Regions from separate parts of the Arabidopsis thaliana genome. Here all the other regions are linked to region 3. Evidence: chromatin contacts called from public ChIA-PET and capture Hi-C data. All regions are on one chromosome and are shown on one strand. The core of a region is the stretch at or near the end of the contact, and the rest is flanking DNA. Distances in the headings are between cores, read along the strand shown. Region 1 holds the start of AT5G35320 (DBH-like monooxygenase). Region 2 holds the start of AT5G35170 (adenylate kinase family protein). Region 3 holds the start of AT5G35200 (ENTH/ANTH/VHS superfamily protein).

Region 1 (4,402 bases), core at 1,458-3,957, 56 kb before region 3:
ACTAACGAAAATGTACTATGCCAAGAAGTTAGTTAAACTATCATCCTTATTTCCATGATACTTCCCTGCAGCATTTGAGAGTGACAACAATGGTAGGAGAAAAAAGCTTAGTGACTTACCAATTCGTTTAGTGATTACCAAATTGTTTTCAGTGACGTATAGCTAGCTTCTTTACACCCTTATAACCACTATTACTGGTTTGCAGGTACTTGAATGACAACTCCGAATACATTGGAGAAGGGGTGAAACTTTCACAGTTCTCGTTTCAAATCCCGAAACCGCTGCAGGATGACTACGTGAGGAAGCGCCCAGCTCGACTACTGGATTCCATCGATAATACAAACACCCCTGTAGCTAAAGAAGGTGTGTTGCTTATCAAGGCACATAAATATAATTGTGGTTATCTTTTGTATCAAGGCTTTAGATTATTGATGTCATTTTTTCAGTCAAGAGTGTATTTGACGTATACTCGAACCGAACATTGGTGTCTTTAGGGAACTTTATTAACATGAAAACGTCTATGCTTTTACAAGTTTCTAACATTTCGCTTGTCTTGTTATTTTTCAGCTAATCCACTGGCATGGATATCTCCAGATGATCATATATCGTTGCAGCTAGGTACGCCAACCGAGTCTGGACTTAACAATTCACATTACCAACCATCGAAAAAGAAAAAAACATCGACGCTATCAATCTTTGGCTCCAACGACGAACTTGCTGATAGATAATCTAGCTAGACGAGAGTGAACTTATCTCGTCTTCTCTGGTATATAACCCGTCTTCTTTCTTCGTTTTTTGGGTTTGTCTTATCGAAGAAACTGAAAGCATGTGGTTAGCTTGTTTTTTGTGTATACCATCTATTTTGTTTTGCAGTGTAACATACTTTCTATGAAGAAGATGGGTCCTTTTGGTTTTTGCTTCCAAATAACTGGATTTTCATGCTGAAAGTTTTTAAACCTAAAGTTTGATTATTACCAAATTCCATTATCTCACAAATCCACTAGAGGACTGACACAAGAAAGCAGATAAGAATAGATCAGAGTCTGTTTAACTGTAGATGTGCATGTTAAGTTGGAACGTAGTTTATCTCAAAGGATATTTTAACGACATCCAAAAGATAACATTCGAAAGTCAAAACCATCCTAGGGGAGATATGGCTGAAGCTATTAGTTTGGTAAACATACAACAACAAAACTATGCCATATCTCTAATCTGCGCAAAAGGCAGAAACAAAAACTAACAACAAATCTGCCTTCTACTATCCTGCTTCGTGCATTCCCTATTCAGTTTTCCCGTGGTTAAGCCGTATCATCGGAACCAAGTGATGGGAGTGGGAGTAGTACTGACTTGAGGAAGCTGCGGAATCATACAGTTTTGCGCTTGCTGCCACGGATGCAAGCCAAAACCATAGGTGTGCTCTTGCTCTTGCTGCTGTCCTTGCTGAGGGAAAGATAGACTGGTGCTTCCAGTATCCTCTTCTATCTCATTGGATGCATCATCCATTACCACATCCTCACCTGTCTCATCCAACTCAGTAATCTCTAGTGTCCGCGGTTGTTGGAAGGTTCCTATGGACTGTGAGTAAGTAGACTGAGACGGATTCCAGCAAACAACAGCTTGACACTTGTTTAATCTCTCATCTTCATACTGATTATCATCAGCTATCGATACATCGCGAAGAAATCTATCTGCACAAGTGTTAACATTCAGAATTTAGACACAACCGTCTGTATTTAGTCAACATTCTGGATCACAAGTTAAAGGCAAACAAACAAAACGAACCAGAACAAAATCTGACACTAAGACACAGCAAAATCCTCATAATATCTATGATAATTTCCCAGTTAACATGACAATCTGTTCAACATATAAAACTATATGAGCTCATACCATATAAACTAGATTATCTGCACTGTTTACTGAAACTTATGGAGATATCTCAAAATAAAGAAGATACTCTTAACTTATTGAGCTAAGACATTGTTGTGACATAGTAGTTTCTAAAGTTAACTTACAAGCCCTTTAACAATCATAGACTGAAACTTATCTCATTACTAAAGAAAGTTCAAAAGAATCATCACTAATACACTTCAACAACAACGTTATACCTAATCATGAACCATTGCTTCAATCACAACATGAACAAATTGATGAAAGTTGAAAGAAACTTACTCTTAAACCCAGAAATCAAGTGTCGATCAACAAATACGTTTCCAGAAGAAGGCTGATGATAATGAAGAGGCTTAAATAGAACAATTGCTCTCTCATCGTTAACCGGCTCAAGCTCGATTTCTTCCGCGACCGTATCTTGCATCGGTAAATCAATCTCTTCTTCCTCCATAATCGGTGGCAAATCCACATCCTGAATCAACATAATATAACACCAATTCATCATCATCATCATCATGAAGACGAATTCTAGGGTTTTCAGCAACTCAGAAAGAGAATTTACCAGACGACGAATCTTCCTGGCGGGAGAAGAGAGGGAAAAATCAGAGAAGTCATCGTTTACTCTGTCAATATCTTTCCTCTTCATCGACAAGCGCTCGTTCTCCTCCATTCTTCGTTTGTTCAACGGCAAGTGAAAGCTTTGAGCAGAGACAATAATAAAATTCTGGAGAAGTTAGGAGAAGCGACATGTATAGAAGAAAAATTGGTATTTCTCAGCTTCTCTAGAGGAATCCAGAAGTCTGAAAGAATAAAACTCTCTTTCATGAATTTTTCGGTTTTGTTTTTGGTATAGAGATTTCCGGTTTGGCTTATACCAACCCAACATTTCCATATTTGTTTTTCTTTTTTTTTTGGACAAATTTAATACTTTCATTAAAATTAAGCCTCAAAACTCTATATAATGTAGAGTGTTAAGGAAAGTGCATAATCTGATTCTCCTTCACACGTCAAATTCCTGTAATTGAGTTCTTCATTAATGTCTCAATATTCTCTGTAATTACTCTAGCTAAGCCTTGGGCTGTGTATATAAGTTGTAAGAATATCATTCAGTGAAATATACAAGAATCAATTCAATAACTCTTCATATGGTATCAGAGCAAAGATCTCTAAAAACCTAACTTTTTTTTTCCCCGAGTCACCATCTATTCTTCTTCTCTTGTTTCATCTATCATTCAATGGAATTCTCAGTCACTGCCAATCATGCATTTTCACGCAACAGGCAAACTCTTCATACGGAGGCGCCACTCATTCCTCCTGGCTTTTCACCACTACGACAATTTCCAACTAGGTGTCAAATTTGTGGTGTCTATGGGCATGGTGCAAAACGATGCACCCAATTACACGCTTTAAACCAGTTACCTCAACTCCATTCTGTGCCACAAGCACACGCTGCCTCACCATGGCTACTCGATAGTGGAGCGACGCACCACATCACATCTAATTTCCAACATCTCTTTCAACATCAACCCTACAATGGTCATGACGCAGTTACCATTGCTGATGGTTCAAGATTATCAATAACTCACACAGGCTCTACGACGCTGCCATCATCTGACAAACCTCTTCTTCTAAGACAAGTTCTTTGTATCATTCAGTGAAATATACAAGAATCAATTCAATAACTCTTCATATATAAGAGGAGGAAAGAAAATACAAGATAACAAAGCAATCATATATGTGAAAGTTGGTCAACTCTCTTCATATAAATGACACATCATCACACAAGAAAATGACATGTATCATTCTACATTAATTAATTAAAAAACTAGTAAAACTAATTGAGAAAAAATCAAAAGTCTTTTGTTGTGTTAAATTCTCCATTAATCTCATCCTTGAATGAATTTTCTAAAAACATTAATAAATAAAAAATCATACTAATGTATCAAGTACTACTTTCATTCTATTCTACTTATTTTATTAAAATTTTTTATCAATAGTCATTAATCCATAAAGACTAAAAATTTACTTGTATTGTATTTTACATGTTTGCTACCTAACCTCATATTAATTTAGTAATTTTAGTTAGATATTTTTTTTATTATTACGTTTTGTAAATTTGATTTATCATATGACCTTCTTTCTGTACATTTTTGTGAGTTCTGATAACTTTGTAACATTGATATACAATTTTTTCACGTAATAGTTATCCAAAACATTAGACATACAAAAAAAAAAACGAGACTCTATATGACTATATAGTAGGGATGAGAATTAAAATGTTGACTTAAATTACTAGCATATCATGATGTGATTGTGTACTAGATGACGAGAGAATATATGGAATAAATAATTGTTTGTTACAATAAGTTAGACAAATTTCAAAACACATAAGTAATATAACTACATATATCGTATCAATATATCATATATTGTTGTTGTATGTGATCATGATAGTGAAATATTAGAATAATAAATATATAAATATTAATATTGTACTAGAATTGATAGTTCG
Region 2 (4,088 bases), core at 1,152-3,651, 47 kb after region 3:
ACCTGTTTCAGAATTAGCGTCGCATGCATACAGTGGTCATCAAATCAAAGTTAAACAAGAAGTAAAAGGAAAAATTTAGTCCTAAAACATAATGATTGACAATAAAATCTTCAAACACACTAGGGGAGTTCCTGAATCTCCCTTTCTATGTTACATGTGTCCATAAAGTTTAACCAAGATTATTGTTTAGAATACCAGAATCAAAATTCTAATAACAACCAAAAGATGGTATTTCCTATGGAAGCAAAGAGACAAATTACTGAACAAGGTATTTTCTAAATAACCTAGAATAGAACAAGATAAAAGTTAAGATTACAAAGATTGGGGAAACTCATCTTGAACTGGAAAACACTGACCCTGCTATCAAGAACGGCACCATGAAAATATACATATATATATAAATGTGTGACTACTTGCCAGTCTTTATCATTCTCTTTAACTGTATCTGAGACAGTAGAGTCTGGGTCTCCTCGAAAACCACTTCTTTTGGCCTGTTTGCATCAATCTGTGTTCGAATGAGATGATACCAAACCACAAATATCAAAGATGGCATTGCAATACTTTAAGAACCAAAGGTTAAGGGAAACCAAAAAAAAATTGCCTAGTACCTTGACCATAACATCTGAGTATGCTGAAATAATCGCTTCAGAATTTTGTTTGTATATTTGCAGCCGTGCTTTTACCTTCAACGAAGTAAACTTGTGAGATTACAATTGACGGTAGTTAAAAAATTCAAAAGCAAATAATAGGTCCAAAAGGTCACCTTCTCCTCTGTATCATCCGGGCGTGTAACCAGTCTTGCTTTAATTTCATCTGATTCAGGAGGGTAATTTTTGATATGATAAATTTTTCCAGTCACTGGATCCAACCTTCGACCAACACATCTATCGATCAGAATTTCATCAGGAACCTGTCATTAAGAATGACATATAAGCAAAGAAACATAGCCACTGATAGTGAAAATTGGTTTCAACACCTATTGCTGAAATGGATAACAAACGCAATAAGAGTAATTTGCACGTACATCTAGTAAGATAAAAATGTCAGGTTTCACGTTCAGTTTGTCCAGACTTTGTGCCTGGGCAAAACTCCGTGGAAATCCATCAAGAAGCCATCCATGCTCTTTAGCATCTTCACGTGATAATCTTCCAGCCACCATCTAGAAAGGTAGTAGATATCAGAGTAATATTATAAAATAATGCATGAAACAGGTAAGTAAAATCAGTACCGCTATAACAATCTCATCAGGAACCAAACTACCCGAGTTCATGAACTCTTTTGCTCTCTTTCCAATATCTGTCCCAGATGACACCTCTGCTCTCAATAGATCCCCTGTTGATATGTGCACCAAACCAAACTGCATGACCAAGAAAGAGAAACTTGATATAAATCAAGACATACAAACAATGGCAACATAGATAGTCTTCCTTACATCAAACGTACTAGAAACTGTGATTATTGCAATAATTTAATGAACAGTCCAAAGATCAAGGAAAATTCAGCAACCTTTGGATGGCAAATAAGATTTTATGAGTCACAGCAAACGTTTTATATGCATTGTTCAGTATACTAGATAATTTTAAATGCATATCCATTCTTCACCGCACTCAAGAGAGAATCTACCATGAGTCAGAACCCATAAGACAACCAGAAAAGAGATCATGAAAGAGTATAAAAAAATTACCTTGTGAACAATGAGCTCAAAACAAGAAACCGATAGAGAAGAGTGGAAAATATTACCTTGTGAACAATGAGCTCACATTGAGTGCCTTTTCCTGAAGCCGGTGCACCCGAAATCATCACCTTCAACGGCTCATTTATCGAACACCTAATCTATACAATCACAATTCACAAACGGATACAAAACACATTACAGTAATTCTCCATCTACAGATTCCGAATTGGTCATGAATTGTGTAAAATTAAGCACATTTGAGGAAACGGATTGGATCAGTAATTTGAAGAGAACAAGGTAAGTAAGAAGAAGTACCTGAGAATTGGAAGTGGAGAAGGAGCGAGAAGTCCGACGGGGAATGACGGAGAAGGAGAGACGGCGGCGGAGGGAGCGGTAACGGCGGCGGATCGGTGATTGTAAGAGAGGGAGAGAAGTTGACGACGGAGAAAGCGATGAAGTGGATATAGAGGAGCGAGATGAAGAAGAAGTTGAAGAGAAATGAGCAGAACTGAGAGAAAGAGACGCCATTGTTAAATCCTCTACTTTGCTCCTTCCTTGGATCAATCAATGCAACATTGTTTCTTTCTGGACTGGATTTTAAATAACGGCCACCACAAAAAACTATAAAATGGACTAAATTAAAAGAAGAATGCTTTTGGGAGAAAATAAATATCCACAATGTTTTGTCGTACTCTTATCCATTATGCAAAAGATGGACAAATGTATATTTGTGGCCTAGAGGCTAGATTTCATTTTTTATTATTAGTTTCATATTTTTTGTTTTGGCCAAAAAACCGTTTTAAAGTTTGAATTATTCTGCAAAAATCGGATCTTAAACCCACAACGTTTCACTCGTTTACGAAATATATCGATTTGTCGAGACCCGATTTTTGTAGAAAAATTCAAACGTTAACTTAAACAAGCAACACGATGTCGTTTTAAGCCATACTATTAAACATATGTCAGTTGATTCGCAACTGTAACGGTTAATTACGATATCGAATTAGATACTAAATAAAGTTTAGGTATGAAATTCAAATTTTGTTGGAGTTTAGTTAAAATTAACCGTATATTTTTGGATAAGGCCTTGAATGACTGCAATTTTTGGAATAGTTTTTAGATTTTGAAAAACCAAATAATTACTCATTCATGATTTTACAAAATGTAGATTTCCTAAGAAATAGAAAACCAGATTTTAGAAGTTTTTAGCTATTTCTTCATAGAATCTAAAACCCAAATTTGTGGATTTTTTTTAACAATTTACGTAAAAGCTAAAAATTAAACAAATTTTCATTCATGATTTTGCAAAAAATAAAATCTACAACAAAATAAAAAGTAAAAAAATCAAAAACTAAAAACCAATAAAAAGCTACAAAACATTTAGCGCCTAAGTCTAAAAACACATTTGGCGGATTGTAAGGGTATGAAAATTCCATTTTCCATTTTCCCTACTATTTCGCGTTTGTTTACTTCTTTACTCAAATTCATAACAAAAATGTATCACAAACTCAACAATTCTATAGACTGGTGATTCAATTTGTTACCAAAATGTAGAGATGTTAATGATGGGTTAAAACTCACTGGGTACCCAAAACCCACATAAAATTTTAAGCCCATACATCTACTTTTTCTGGAAAAAAAACACAGGTTTAAAATGGGCTGGGTACCCAAATAAATAAAACCCATATGGGTTTACCTCATTGGATTATAGGTACCCACGGATTTTTTTTAAGTCATTTTTCAAGTGAATCAACATTTTGTTGTCAATTTTTTTTTCACATTTTTTCCCCAAAACCGCGATTTAACAGTTTAACGCTAAAAAAGACATTCAACATTTTCCCGACAAAAAAGACATTCAACATTTTCTCGCCAAAAACGACAATCAACATTTTCCCGCCAAAACGCAATTCAACATTTTCGCGCCAAAAACGACATTCAAAATTTTCCCGCCAAAACGCAATTCAACATTTTCCCGCCAAAACGCAATTCAACATTTTCCCGCCAAAAACTCAATTTAACATTTTCCCGCCAAAACGACATTCAACATTTTCCCGCCAAAAAGATTTCACATTTTCCGGTCAAAAACGCAATTTAACATTTTTCCGCCAAAAATGATATTCAACATTTTTCCGCCAAAAACGCAATTTAACATTTTTCCGCCAAAAAACGCAATTTAACATTTTCCCGCCAAAGACGCAATTCAACCTTTTTCCCATCAAATTTATATGTAATACAGAAAATAAATATAATTTAAAATATATTTATAAGCAAAATATAGATATAACATACATATAATAGTATATTAACAGTTAAACATAAACTCTAAAAAAATGATAAAAACTAAGTTGGATACCCACGGGTAGTCTCGTAACAATCAGGTTTTTTGGAGCTTTACCCACTATATCAAAAACCC
Region 3 (4,581 bases), core at 1,594-4,093:
AACAATAAAATGTTCTATAATGCAGCAAAAAGCAGGGAGGTTAGAAACAATATTAAGGAGATTCAGTGTGAAAATGGAGCTACTGCATCAAACCAAGAACAGATCAAGGCTGAAGCGGAGAGGTATTTTAAGGATTTCCTCACTGTCAAACCTCCGGATTATGTTGAATGGTCAAGAGAGGAGTTGGCAGAGCTACTGGAATTCAAATGTGCTAAGGAGGATACGATAATGCTTACGCATGAGGTATCGGAAGATGAGATAAAAAAGTGCTTTTCACAATGCCTACCAACAAATCTCCAGGCCCGAATGGGTTTACTTGTGAGTTCTTCAAAGAAACTTGGTCAATCGTTGGACGTGATTTCGTGGTAGCTATCCAGTCTTTCTTTAAGACAGGATTTTTACCGAAAGGAGTTAACTTAACTATCTTAGCCTTGATACCGAAGAAAAAAAAGCCATTTATATGAAGGATTACAGACCAATCTCCTGCTGCAATGTTCTTTACAAGGTTATATCGAAGATTCTGGCAAATAGGCTCAAGATCATTTTGCCAAAATTCATTACACCAAATCAATCAGCATTCATCAAGGATAGATTGCTAATGGAAAATTTACTCCTTGCCACAGAAGTAATCAAAGACTACCACAAAGAATCGATCTCCCCTCGGTGCGCAATGAAAATAGATATCTCAAAGGCTTTTGACTCAGTTCAATGGGGGTTTCTTCTTAACACGCTGCGAGCTCTAGACATTCCTGAACAATACATTAAGTGGATCCAAACCTGTGTAACAACGGCTTCTTTCTCAGTTCAAGTTAATGGAGAACTAGCGGGATATTTTGGAAGTGAAAGAGGATTAAGACAAGGCTGCTCTTTAAGTCCATATCTGTTTGTCATATGTATGAATGTTCTATCCCGCAAGATCGACAAGGCAGCAACTGACAAGCAGATAGGCTTCCACCCGAAATGTAAGCTATTGAAGCTAACACATCTATGTTTTGCAGATGATTTGATGGTGTTTGTTGAAGGAAACAAGAAATCTATCCAAGGTACACTTGCGGTCTTCGATGATTTTGCTATACATTCGGGATTAAAGATTAGTCTAGAGAAGTCTACATTATATATGGCTGGTATTCCGGAAATTCAAAGGGAAGAGATACTCCAACAATTTCCTTTTGAACATGGAACATTACCGGTTAGATATTTGGGACTTCCGCTACTAACAAGGAGGATGACATCGTCATATTATCTACCTCTCATCGAAAAAATCAAATCACAGATTAGTTCTTGGACAGTTAAAGCACTCTCATTTGCGGGGAGACTCCAATTAATACGCTCGGTGATCTTCAGTCTTACAAATTTTTGGATAGCTGCTTTCCGGCTGCCCAAAGCATGCATTCAAGAAATTGATAAACTGTGTTCAAGCTTTTTGTGGTCAGGACCATCTATGAACCCTCGAAAGGTAAAAGTGGCATGGACTGAGGTCTGCACACCAAAGAATGAAGGTGGACTAGGGCTGTGGTCGATTGAAGAAGCAAACAAAGTAAGTGTATTAAAGTTGATATGGCGTATACAGTTTTAATCTATGGGTTTTTTCCTATCAAGATTTAAATTAAAAACAGTATACACTTTGATGTAAACATGTTTATTTTTTCTTGAATATAATTTAACATTAAATTCAAAAAAAAAAAAAAATCCTAATAATAATAATCATGTTTGCTCAAATAAAAATATTGACAATTTTTTTTTTTTTAGAAACCCACTTAAGGATTCCACCAATGGACCATAAAATTTTCAAAAACTGTACAAAATCTCAAAACTACAAAACTATCAAAACTTTTTAATAAAAAATACTTAGAAACTTTATAAACTAATCACTGTGGTTGCTCTAAGGTGCCACATGTACAACACGTGTTGATACGCGAGAAGGAGAGAGAGATACAGTCGGTACCGCCCAAGATCCACGATTCAGTGCAAATTCTGCCCCTAACTTCACAAATCCACCACCAAACTCCTTCTACAAAGTTTGTCGTTGCAAATTCGATTGACTTCCACCGCTTTCGTCGTTGCAAGAAGATATCGTTAATCCTTCATCATCTTAACCTTGATTCCTAGCAGAAGCTACGCCTAAGACCTAGTTGAGGTCCTCGTCATAATAATCGACAAATATATTATTCTAGCTAAAGATTGGAATTAAGCCAACGGTGGGACGAGAAGATCAAATATGGCAAGCAGGATTCAAATTCAGATCTTGTAGAAATAGAGAGAAATGATCTTAGCAAAGAATTAAGTCGCAATTTTATTAGATTCAGATAAGGGAGAGAAAATAAACCAACAAAGCGAAAAAAATATTCGATTAGAATGGGAAAAACAATATTTATAACAATATTCCGGTATACGGCAAATCGTCCTCTCTCTAAAAGATAAGGAGTGAAAGAAGAAAGACAAAGTTTTTATTTGTTAATATATATAGATTATGACTACATAATATCAAAATAGATAATTTGCTGCGATGATTCGTACCACACCGATTCATATCATTTATTTAAACAACATTCTTTAAATTTGATTTTTTGAACTCTAATTAAAATTAGATGATAAAAAAATAATTGTTACTACATAATAGTCTGAAATATATATATCTAGTAATATGTTACAAATTAGATCTACTTAATGATCAATCTCAATGATTTTTGTTTTTTCTTATTTAATTTACTGACGTCTTGACAGTTCAACATTATTGTAATAATTAGTATACAGAATTCTGGAAGGTAATTGGCTAATACAAATAGTAACGTGGAATAATTGTCAAGATTTGACCTATTTTCAGACTTTTAAAATTAAAGCGATAGACTTTCTTTTTATAAAAAGAATAATAATTTTCGTCGGCGGCCAAACCAAACCAAATCACGTTAGCTCTTAGCTCATTTTCGCTAACAAAGACTTTGTTCCCTTTTTCCTCCAACGTACATATCAGAAAGACTCTGACTTTATACCTCTCTCCTTCTTCTTCTTCTTCTTCGTCTTCTCTCTCTTATGTCCTTGTCCAATTTCCAAATCCTTTGTTGTTGAATTTTGTCTTCTTTCTTCCTGAGATTTCCCTTCTTGTCTTCAAGAAACCTTGATCAGGTGATTTAAAGTCTTCTCCTTTACGGATCTCGATTCGTTGTTTTCTCATGTTTCTCGGACTGATTTGGTTATTGATGAATCTAGGGCTTATGGGTATTGATCAAACAATGAAAAGTTTGTGTTTTTGGGTAGATTTTGATGTTTATGTTCTTAGCTGACATAAGGGTTTTGTGATTCAAGAGAAAAGTTTTCATCTTTAGGTTTTGTTGATGAGTTTGTGAAAGTCGAAGACTGTTTACAAGGTTAAATATTTTCAGGGTTTCTATTGTTTAAGGAGGGAGAAACGAAATGTCAGGTGGTGGTGGATCACAGAGTAGTTTAAGGAGGTATCTTGGAGCTATTAAAGATACCACCACAGTTTCATTAGCTAAGGTCAATAGTGATTACAAGGTAAAAAACTAACTTTGTTCCCAAGTGAATTCTGTTTTTGCTTAAGCTAACAACGGTTTGTTTTGCAGGAATTGGATATTGCTATTGTGAAGGCTACTAATCATGTGGAACGTCCTTCTAAAGAAAGATACATCAGAGGTGGGTATCATAGATCATAGATGGTTAGTGCCTTGGTTGCAAATGTTCTTTTGCGCCATTGATTTCGATATACCAAATGGCGTATTACAAGTTGTGTGTGTCTCTTTGCAGCTATTTTTATGGCTATTTCAGCAACAAGGCCTCGTGCAGATGTGGCTTATTGTATCCATGCTCTTGCTAGGCGGTTATCAAGAACACATAACTGGGCGGTAATGGCTTTTTCTATGGCCTTCCTATAGGTTTACTTATTAGAACTCTGGAAACAACTGGAATTGCTAGATATGTACCAGTAGTTGGGAATTCTTAGTTTGTTAGGTGTGTATGATCTGTCTACAGCTTCATTTTCGGTTGATTATCTATCGTTGTAAAGAAAAGGTGGCTGTTTTCTATTTAGTACTTGCCACTGATTCTCCTTAGTTTTACAGGTTGCACTGAAAACTCTTATTGTTATTCACCGTGCCTTGAGAGAAGTGGACCAGACATTTCATGAAGAAGTTATTAATTATAGCAGAAGCAGAAGTCATATGCTGAATATGTCTCATTTTAAAGATGATTCTGGTCCAAATGGTAGTAGACTGCTTTTTACTTTCGTTGAATCTTTTTTATACAAGAAGCTCTTTGGTTCACTTATCTTTCTTTCACCCCTATTTTCAGCTTGGGCTTATTCTGCTTGGGTCCGTTTCTATGCTCTATTCTTAGAGGAGCGATTAGAGTGTTTCCGTGTTTTGAAGTACGATGTTGAGGTTGACCCCCCAGTAAGTGTCTGGTTACATCTCTTTTGTTATGAGCTCTCAGAGTTTTCTTTCACTCTTGAAATCACAAGAACGTGCTATAAATACAGAGAACCAAAGATTTGGACACTCCTGATTTGCTCGAGCAACTTCCTGCTCTGCAAGAACTTCTTTTCCGTGTTCTTGACTGTCAGGTGAT

Evidence for each region. ChIA-PET counts read pairs in DNA pulled down with a chosen protein or histone mark. Capture Hi-C pulls out chosen DNA fragments and counts their contacts.
Region 1: an H3K4me3 ChIA-PET map of shoot shows a contact between it and region 3, with 12 read pairs. The contact joins the promoter of AT5G35320 here to the promoter of AT5G35200 in region 3. A contact is called at or near these places in 1 of 26 Hi-C or Micro-C datasets (vegetative nucleus) and 1 of 2 datasets of contacts at active chromatin or transcription factors (shoot).
Region 2: a capture Hi-C map of seedling shows a contact between it and region 3, with 1.9 times the contacts expected there. The contact joins the promoter of AT5G35170 here to the promoter of AT5G35200 in region 3. A contact is called at or near these places in 3 of 26 Hi-C or Micro-C datasets (root and seedling), 1 of 2 datasets of contacts at active chromatin or transcription factors (shoot) and 1 of 3 other capture datasets (seedling).

What each region holds. Positions count from the first base shown.
Region 1 is chr5:13,520,051-13,524,452 of TAIR10.1, reverse strand. It overlaps AT5G35320 (DBH-like monooxygenase), which reads right to left and starts at 2,707. Exons shown (of 3, transcript NM_122923.3): 1 at 2,453-2,707; 2 at 2,173-2,362; 3 at 947-1,688. The coding sequence starts at 2,560. The coding sequence ends at 1,309. It overlaps MBD02 (methyl-CPG-binding domain protein 02), which reads left to right. Exons shown (of 5, transcript NM_001203492.2): 4 at 206-363; 5 at 568-1,050. The coding sequence ends at 728. It also overlaps the pseudogene AT5G35310.
Region 2 is chr5:13,417,393-13,421,480 of TAIR10.1, reverse strand. AT5G35170 (adenylate kinase family protein) reads right to left here and starts at 2,401. Exons shown (of 19, transcript NM_122908.4): 1 at 1,991-2,401; 2 at 1,741-1,833; 3 at 1,229-1,357; 4 at 1,025-1,159; 5 at 764-910; 6 at 609-683; 7 at 418-505. The coding sequence starts at 2,203. It overlaps AT5G35160 (Endomembrane protein 70 protein family), which reads right to left. Exons shown (of 2, transcript NM_001344097.1): 2 at 4,036-4,088.
Region 3 is chr5:13,464,412-13,468,992 of TAIR10.1, reverse strand. AT5G35200 (ENTH/ANTH/VHS superfamily protein) reads left to right here and starts at 2,843. Exons shown (of 16, transcript NM_122911.4): 1 at 2,843-3,123; 2 at 3,381-3,513; 3 at 3,582-3,651; 4 at 3,763-3,860; 5 at 4,077-4,218; 6 at 4,306-4,406; 7 at 4,493-4,576. The coding sequence starts at 3,412. It also overlaps the pseudogene AT5G35205.